2 separate regions of the Sus scrofa genome follow, and region 1 is linked to region 2. A link is a contact called in public HiChIP or PLAC-seq data. All regions are on one chromosome and are shown on one strand. The core of a region is the stretch at or near the end of the contact, and the rest is flanking DNA. Distances in the headings are between cores, read along the strand shown.

The links. HiChIP or PLAC-seq counts read pairs in DNA pulled down with a chosen protein or histone mark.
Region 1: a contact with region 2 is called in an H3K27ac HiChIP or PLAC-seq map of skeletal muscle. The contact joins the promoter of HECA here to the promoter of TXLNB in region 2. A contact is called at or near these places in 1 of 5 promoter capture datasets (liver) and 2 of 2 datasets of contacts at active chromatin or transcription factors (alveolar macrophages and skeletal muscle).

What each region holds. Positions count from the first base shown.
Region 1 is chr1:25,362,704-25,366,807 of Sscrofa11.1, forward strand. HECA (headcase protein homolog) reads right to left here and starts at 1,380. Exons shown (of 4, transcript XM_021087304.1): 1 at 827-1,380. The coding sequence starts at 1,088.
Region 2 is chr1:25,227,002-25,231,633 of Sscrofa11.1, forward strand. TXLNB (beta-taxilin) reads left to right here and starts at 1,601. Exons shown (of 9, transcript XM_021087298.1): 1 at 1,601-1,736.

The DNA.
Region 1 (4,104 bases), core at 130-2,629, 140 kb after region 2:
TCTCTGCAGTGACAACAACAACCCTGTCACATCTTCTCTACTCCTTAAGTGCCCCTTTAAAAGGTGCATTCAGGCACAACCTAAGATTATTAGGCTTCCTTCTGAAAATGCGAAGCAGAATTAACCAGAGGATGATTTTTTTTTTTTTAAACTCCCGGGCTGAGAACGGAAGTCAAGTTCAGATTCTCTTCCTTCCTCAAGTGAGCAAGAGAATTAAAGAGCACCCCCACCCAGCGACACACACACACACACACACACACGCACGCACACACACACCCTACAGTAAAAATGTCTCGGGGCCTCTTCACCTGTGGCAATCGACACAGCAAGCCTCGATTTGCAGGGATTTGAAGCTCTTCTTCATTCGGTGGGTGGGGAAGGCGGGTGGGTGAGGGGAGCGCAGGGAAAAATGAACTGGTGCCTAAGTTTTCAATCGGATCATTCTTCTCAACTTGGGCACTTCCTTCCTTCTTTCTTACCCCCAGCCCGGGGCACACACATGGCTTTGCCAGCGCGGGCACGATGGGCAGGGCCCGAGGGGTACGGCGCCTCAGTCCGGCACCCGGGCGCCCCTCCGGGTCTGCGACTCAGGCTGCCCGGGGCGCGCGATTCGTGCGCCCCGCGGACACTGACCTGTGGCCGCCGATCGATCGCCACCGCCGGGCGTGGGGACCGGGAAGGGGCAGCCGCGGCGGGGCGGAGGGGCGGGGTGAGCACTTCCTGACTCTCGCATTGTCCACGCATCGCCCGCGCCACCCAGGGCCCCACCGCCGCGCCGTCCCCGTCGGGGAGGAAGTTGGCGCTCGCACCGCCGGCCCCGTCTTACCGTTCTTGGCTTCTCCGGCGGCTGCAGCCCCCGCGGCGGCTGCGGCGTTGGCGGCGCCCGGCCCCGCGCCTCCCGCGCCCGCGGCGCCCACGGTGCCCGGCGCGCCAGCAGCGGCCGCTCCGCAGCCGGCCGCTGCCGCCAGGGCCCCCCCGGCCGCCGCGCCCGCCGCTGCCAGGGCCCCGGCTCCATTTTCCTGCTCGTCCCCGCTGCTGTTGGCGCGCTTGTTTTTGCGGCCGCCTTTACTGTTTTTGGGGTTGGGCATCTCGCGAGCGTCCAGGTGCCCCGCAGCGGCGAAGGCGGCTCCCCGCGGTGCCGGGAGGCCGAGGACCGAGGGCGCGGGCCGGCGGCTCCTCAGGCTCCCGTCCAGTCGCGCGGCCCGCGCCGCGCCATCCCGGCCGCCGCGCCCTCCCCGGCTTCCTGGAGCCGGGACGCAGCCACTCGAGGCTCGCAGCCGCGCGGGCGCCGCGGGCTCGGAGCGCGAGCGAGACGCTCCAGAGCCGGAGGGAAAAGGCGGGTCTCGGGCTTGTTTTGATTCGGCTTCGCTGACACGCTCTGGCCCCGCCCCTGCCCGTGACGACACTGGGGATTCGGCCTGGCCGCGCCCACCAGGTGACCTCACGGCGGCCGAGCCCGCCCGCATGACGTCACGCCCCGCACAGAGCCAGCCACCTTCAAGTGACGTCATCTGGGCGCCCACACTCGAGGGCCTCTACGGACTCCCTTTCCTGAAATGGGCCCCATTGCCAATTTGGGGGCGTCTAAAGCTACTAGATGGCCTCCTGACCTTCATGCAATTGAGGCTTAGAACAATATGGTACTGGAAAAAATAGGCAGGTGACCAGAAAAAAACTGGAAAATAAAGGATTTCGGATTAATCATCCATCAAAACGGTTTGCCATTAAAAACAATCTTAGATTCAGTAACAAAGAAATAGGGTCGAATTCCTAGACAATGGGGAAGAACAGCAGAATCCCTGAATGGAAGGCCAAAGCAGCCTAGTGGTAAAACAGCCCATTCAAACAAGACCCAGCATTCAGGGATGAAACTAAACGTTGACTGTGACTAAGAAGCAGACCTTGCCTGGGAGGGAAATTCAGTCCCTGTGGATAGGACTGAGTTGTCCTGAAAGATAAGTGGCCACTGCTATGAGCAGGTGGAGATTAGAAGGTGACACCTGTGACAAGACAGTGACTTGGACAGGGAACCTGGGAAAAGTTTCATATGATCTCTTTTTCTGCCTTTTCCAAGACTAGCTCCTTCCTCAGGTCCCAGCTTAAACACATCACTTCCTTCAGGATGATATAACTGAGACCCCTCTGCAGAAGAGTTATCAGAAGCATCACCCTGTTTATTTTCCTCACTCGTCTCTAATTACATTGTCAATGTACATTATTTCCTATCACCTTCTCACTCAAATGAAAGCTCCATAGGTGGGAGAAGAAAGCTCTATAGGTGGGAGATTTTATCTGTCTTGGGCACCTCAAAGGACAGCTAGCATATATTTGTTGGACGTATAAATTCTTTCCCCATGAACTATGGAGGGAACACTGTGTTAGTTGACAATTTACAGTTCTCCTGTATAGTATGATCTCCCTTAACTAGCCCAGCACTCCAGCAAAGACTCTTGGGGTGTGTTCTGAAGCATAAAGAGTCAGGCAGGGACTTCCCTCCCTGTCCTCACCTAATGGGGAGATTCTGATGGGGAACTCTGGGCATTCATTGCAGAGTCCACAGCAGAGCCTGGAACTGCAAGGAAGAGCACTAGACACTCAGGAGCAATTGCTGGTTGGACTTTTCAGGAGGACAGTGACGAATCTTTTAATTCCTTAATTTTTTTTTTTTTTTTACAGGAAAGTAACCCTTTACAGTGCCATATTCACAGTTACAATAGATATTTTGTGCCTATATTTTTATATCTCTTCCTTCCCCATCTCAACTCCCCTAAGCATTAGGATAGCCAGGTTTGTCTATCTTTCTGACTCTGCAGAGTCTAGAATAAAGCCTGACTCACAGTTAGTGTTCAATAAAATTTTGTTAAATGAGAATGTCTAAAGCACTCTTCTTCGGGCTACATTTTTCTGAAGCTTAAAGTGTCAACTAAGCCATCAGTTTTCTAGGAAGTCTTCGCTGACAACCCAAAGCTAGATTGGTTCCCATGGGCTCCCTGCACCTTACCCCCTGCAAGAGCTTGCACACACAGTATTGAATTTGTCTGTTTACTTATCTCGTCTAGGCCTCCACAAGACTATAAGCTCTACGATGGCAGAAACTGTCTTAGGTGGCATGGTATCCTTGGCGCCTAACACAGTGCATGGAGTACGGTGGGTATTTAATAAACGCAGGACAAACACATGAATAAGTAAATGGACAATTGCATTAAAGGTAGATGCAGCAGGATTTGGTGGCCACTTGGATGTGAGGGATGAAGGAGAGAGATAAGTCAAGAAATTCTGAACACTGGAGGAAAGGATGGTGGTAGTTAATTAAATGGAGACTTCAGGGGGAGGATGGTAGAGCTGTGGAGGAAGACAGTGAGTTAATGTGGCCCATTGGACATAGATTAATTTCATTATGATATCTCTCCCTAGAGCGGTGTCATAATATTTTGGTGACTCTGGCTTTGGCTTTCCTTTTTTTTTCTTTGCCTTTTTTTTTTTTTAATAAGTGGCGAAGATGAAGAAGATTTAGATTGAAGTACAGAAACATCGAGATAATGATTTTCTTGAATAAGCACATTGCTGTCATGCCATATTGGATCTCAGTAATCGAGCATGTACCCTGCAGACAGACATTCACACCAGCTGCCTCCCACCTCTACAGAACTGAGACTTTAGAATTGGAAACTTTCCCACAAAAATATCACAATTGGCTCAAAGCACACAGACTCCCAGCCAGTTGCTGTTCTTGCTCATTGTGTGAGCTACCTCCTTCTCATTCAAACTGAAACGAAATGAAAAGGAGGAAGAAGCTGAGCCACTTCTTTAATGCTCAACCTTGCTTGTTTTCAGCCTTAGTCAAATTTGTCACACAGGCCACAGTTCCGATTTTATTGCTACCAAAAAAATATACTAAAATCAAGATGTTAAAAATAAAATTTAGGTATGGTTAAAGGATTCCGTTTTCTATTTCCATACAACGTGTGGAATTTCACAGGAATCCTGCTGTTCTAGCCCTTTTCACCAGCATTTCTGAAGGAAAGAGAGAGAGGGAGGGTGGGAGGGAGGAAGGAAGAAAAAGAAAGAGAACAGCCTAAAGAGTAAAAGAAGGCAGAGATGACA
Region 2 (4,632 bases), core at 351-2,850:
GGCCAGCAGCTGTAGCTCCAATTGGACCCCTAGCCTGGGAACCTCCGCATGCTATGGGTGTGGTGGCCCTAAAAAAAAAAAAAAAAGACCCCCCCCCAAAAAAAAAAATAAAGGAAGTACTTTTTTCTCTCACCCATTTTAATTCGCCACTCTGTTATCAAATGATGCAGTAAACAGCTTCACTGCCTTCTCCAGAATTTCTTTATCCCGACCTCCACTTACTGGGTAATCATCTATCCATCTATTCAGCTTATGCCTCCCCTGACCTCAGAGAAAAGGGTGGGAAAAAGTTTGGGTAAGAGATATTTTAGTTACCTTTTGCTACTACTACAATTTACCACAAATCACAAATCTTGTGGCTTAAAAGCAACACAGATTTATTATTTTACAGTTCTGGAGCTCAGAAATCCACAATGAGTTTCACTGGGCCAAAATCAGGTGTCAGCAGAACTGCATTGCTTCTGTAGGATCTTAAGAACAATCTGCTTCCTCGTCTTCCTTTCCTAGCTTCTAGAGATTCCCCACATCCCTTGGCTTGTGGCCCTCCATCACTCTGACCTCTGCTTGGATCATCAACTCTTCTTTTCTGATTCTGACCCTCCCGCTTCCTTCTTTCAATTGTAAGGACCCTTGTGATTACATGGGACCCACCCAAATAATTCTGAATAATCTCCCTATCTCAAGATCTGCCAAGTCTCTTTCACAGGTAAAGTAATGCATTCGCAGGTCCCTGGGATCAGGTGTGGAAGTCTTTCTGGTGGCATGATCTGCCTACCACAAGGACATCAATATGCCCAGCCAGTCCCAAGAGCAGAAACTCTGATGGAGGAATCCACTTTGGAATAGCGTGGGAACACAATCTCCAGAAACAGAAGAAAATGGAATGGATGTAGGTTAAGAGAAAAAGGCATTTTATAGTAAATGAAGAAGAAGTTATTTTTCTGAGGAGAATTAAGAAAGAGATTGAGGACTTGAGAAGGTGGGAAAGACTTGGAAAAGCCACTGTGGAAGGTTAGAAAGCCTGCAACTAAAGAAGAAAAAGCAACTGCTTTCCCCAGGGCATATCTGAGATGTGAAGGCAGTTACCTGAGTAAGAGCTAGGGTCTGAGGTCACACCAACTAGCACATACACAAAGATGGAATTAAACCCAGTTCCAAAGAGCCATCTAAATTTTTATTTCAAATTTTACAAGTAAACCAAACATCAAAATTAAAGTGTTTCTAACATCTCCTTTTTGTTATGCCATTGTTTTTCTTTTTCCATGATTCCTATAAGAAATTTGACACTAATTAAGTTAGCATAAGAAGGTGGGAAAAAGATGATGAATCATAGGCTATACTGGAAATAAACCAAGAAATAAGAAAAAACGATCTCTGCCCTGAAGAACAATGCTGAAAATTTTTGTTCACAAAGGGGCTATGTACTGAGAGTTTACGTTTTTTAAACGACAAATCATGGAACCTGATAAGATCTCCCAGGTGCTTCTCTTTTCTAAGACATTTGCCCAGAAGACTGCTACGGAGGCTTGGGTATATTTCTCTTTTGCTGTGTCACAGGGTGTTCCTTCCCTTCCCCCTCCTGCCTTGATATGTGTGTGTGTGTGTGTGTGTTTAGTTTCTCTCTCCCTTTTAAGAACACAGCCAGCACGCCTGTCTCCTGCTGTTGCTGCTGCTCTGACTGGCTTTTGCTGCCTCTTGCCTCTTCTTTCTCTTTCTGCTTAGTGCCTGGCCTTCTGGTAAGTATGACAAACACTCCCACAAGCCCTGTAAGATGTAGGGTGCGGTTTGTGGTGTTTGAAACTTGCAACTTTGAGACTGCTAGTGAACTGTTGAAGAACTTTCCATTGTTTTATTTACCATTTAAATGTGTTGCTCAGGAAGGGCTAAGTGTGTGGTAATCTGCTAGGACTGCCAGGACAAGTGAAAAACTTTCTCTCAAGGGAGACACAGATGGCCAGTAAACTTTATAGAAGATAAAATTTAGAAGTAATTTCTTGCTGTAAAATTAATTGAGAAAGAGACAATTTAAAATAACAGTTCTCTGACTTGTTTTTTACCCCTGTGGATTTGTCTTGAGGCTACTTTTAGGAATTGAGTCGTCCTATGGTTTACAATGATTCAGTTATTCTGTTTTAAAGTAAATGAGGAGTATGAGTTTAAAGGAGATCCATGAACTTAATACAAAAAAAAAAAATCACTGATTATGGCCTCTGATGAAGAATAAATCAAATCTACAGACAGAACACTTGCATTTAGACTAACCACATTAAAACTTCTATGGACAGTTGGTTTTAAATTTATTGCTATGAAGTTTGGTTTACTTCGGATTTTATTTTATCTCTCAGAAGCCTCCCTAACACTTTAAAACTCACACATGGATCTAAACCAGTAAATGTTTACTGTTTTCAATTTGATTTAGAAAGTATTCTCTTCCCTTGACTTTCAAAGACGAAGTGCTAAAGGCCATGGCTCCTTTTAGAAGAGCTTAAAATAACTTCTGGCTGGACAGCAGGTGCCGTGTCTTTCTCCAAGTTCAGGGGAAACACAAGTTATATATAGATGAGTGTGCCCAACAAGCAGGGGTCAGGATAGAGAATCCAGTGATGAGGACAAGGAAGCTGTTTACTGCATCATTTCATAATAAAGGTGGTGAATTAAAATGGAGGAGAGAAAAAAATACTTCTTTCGAAGTTAATGATAACTTGGTGAGGGCCACATGTGGATGGCAATGTCTGTACACTGAATTTGCCGTTCTTGAAAATGTTCAAACATTTGATAGTGCCTGCCCTGAGAAGGCAAGGAAGAAGCTGTGCAATGCATGGAGCAATATATTTTTGTTTTTATGTTCATCCCACCACAACAGCAAACCTGTGCATTATTAAGACTCTGTCATAATTTTTTTTTTTTTTGTCTTCTGTCTTTTTTTTAGGGCTGCACCCCTGGCATATGGAGGCTCCCAGGCTAGGAGTTCAATTGGAGCTACAGCTGCCAGCCTATGCCACAGCCACAGCAACACAGGATCCGAGCTACGTCTGCAACCTACACCACAGCTCACAGCAACGCCAGATCCTTAACCCACTGAGCGAGGCCAGGGATCGAACCTGCAACCTCATGGTTCTTAGTCAGATTGTTTCTGCTGCGCCACAACGGGAACTCGAGGACTCTGTCATAATTTTATGCTGCTAATTAGCGGGATCACCATTAAATACTATTTACAAATAAAATGCACCATAACTTAGGCCTAAGCCAAATGTCTTGCAAACCTAGAAATGGTGACAGCCAGAAACCCTCGAATGCTTGACTCAGCCCATCTCTCACCCCCTATTTCCAAAGAGCCCATATTATTCCTGGATAAATGCCCCTAGTTCACTCCCTCCTTGTACTTTAGATATTTCTGCTTCTTAAAAATTATTGTTATCCTAGAGCTTCTTGACTGAGAAGAGAAAGTTGTAATCTGTTTGGGTTATTTTTCCTAAAAGAAAGCCAGTTTTCATATTGGAAAAAAGTATAGAAAGTCAAGAAATTATTATTATGAGCATCACCATGTTTCCACACAAGCTCATTTGTTAATTCATAGCTTTCCTCATTCTATCTTACTCCAAAAATGGTGCCGGTTTGAACCTTAAAAAAAAAAAGTGTTTTTCAGGAGTTCCCGTCGTGGCGCAGTGGTTAACGAATCCGACTAGGAATCATGAGGTTGCGGGTTCGGTCCCTGCCCCTGCTCAGTGGGTTAACGATCCGGCGTTGCCGTTGCCGTGAGCTGTGGTGTAGGTTGCAGACGCTGTGGTGTAGGTTGCAGACGCGGCTCGGATCCCGCGTTGCTGTGGCTCTGGCGTAGGCCGGTGGCTACAGCTCCGATTCGACCCCTAGCCTGGGAACCTCCATATGCCGCGGGAGCGGCCCAAAGAAATAGCAAAAAGACAAAAAAAAAAAAAAAAAAAGTGTTTTTCTGATTGATAACTACATGTTCCTCATCTGGTAAAAGGAAAATACCAGAAAAGCAAATATTTTCTGTATCTAGTATAATTCATTTATATTAATGTACTCATATTAATCAATATGAATTAAAGTAGAATTTTTAATATTATTATGAATGATTGTAGTAAGGTCAGTGGCTCATATCAAATGTTTTAACTTTGGGGAAAAAAGCACCAATTTAAATTTAAACATTAAATGTGAGTTCCCATTGTGGCTCAGTGGTAAAGAACCTGACTAGTATCCATGAGGCCTCACTCAGTGGGTTAAGAATCTGGCATTGCCATGAGCTATGGTATAGGTCACAGACACAGCTCGGATCCCGTGTTGCTATGGCTGTGGCGCAGGCCGGCAGCTACAGCTCTAATTCAACCCCTAGCCTGGGAACTTCCATATGTGGTGGGTGTGGCCCTTAAAAAAAAAAAAGGCAAAAAAACATTAAATGTATATATCCATGTATTTCCAATAACTGTAGGTCTACATAGAATTATACAAGAGAAAGATAACATAAATTGGCTATTCTAAGCAAAATGACAAGTATGATCATGAAAAACCATATCTTGAATTACACCATTAATGTCAGTAATAGGAGATACTATTGGAATTTAAAGACAAAAACCACATCATACAATATGATAATTGTATGACTCATTTTGG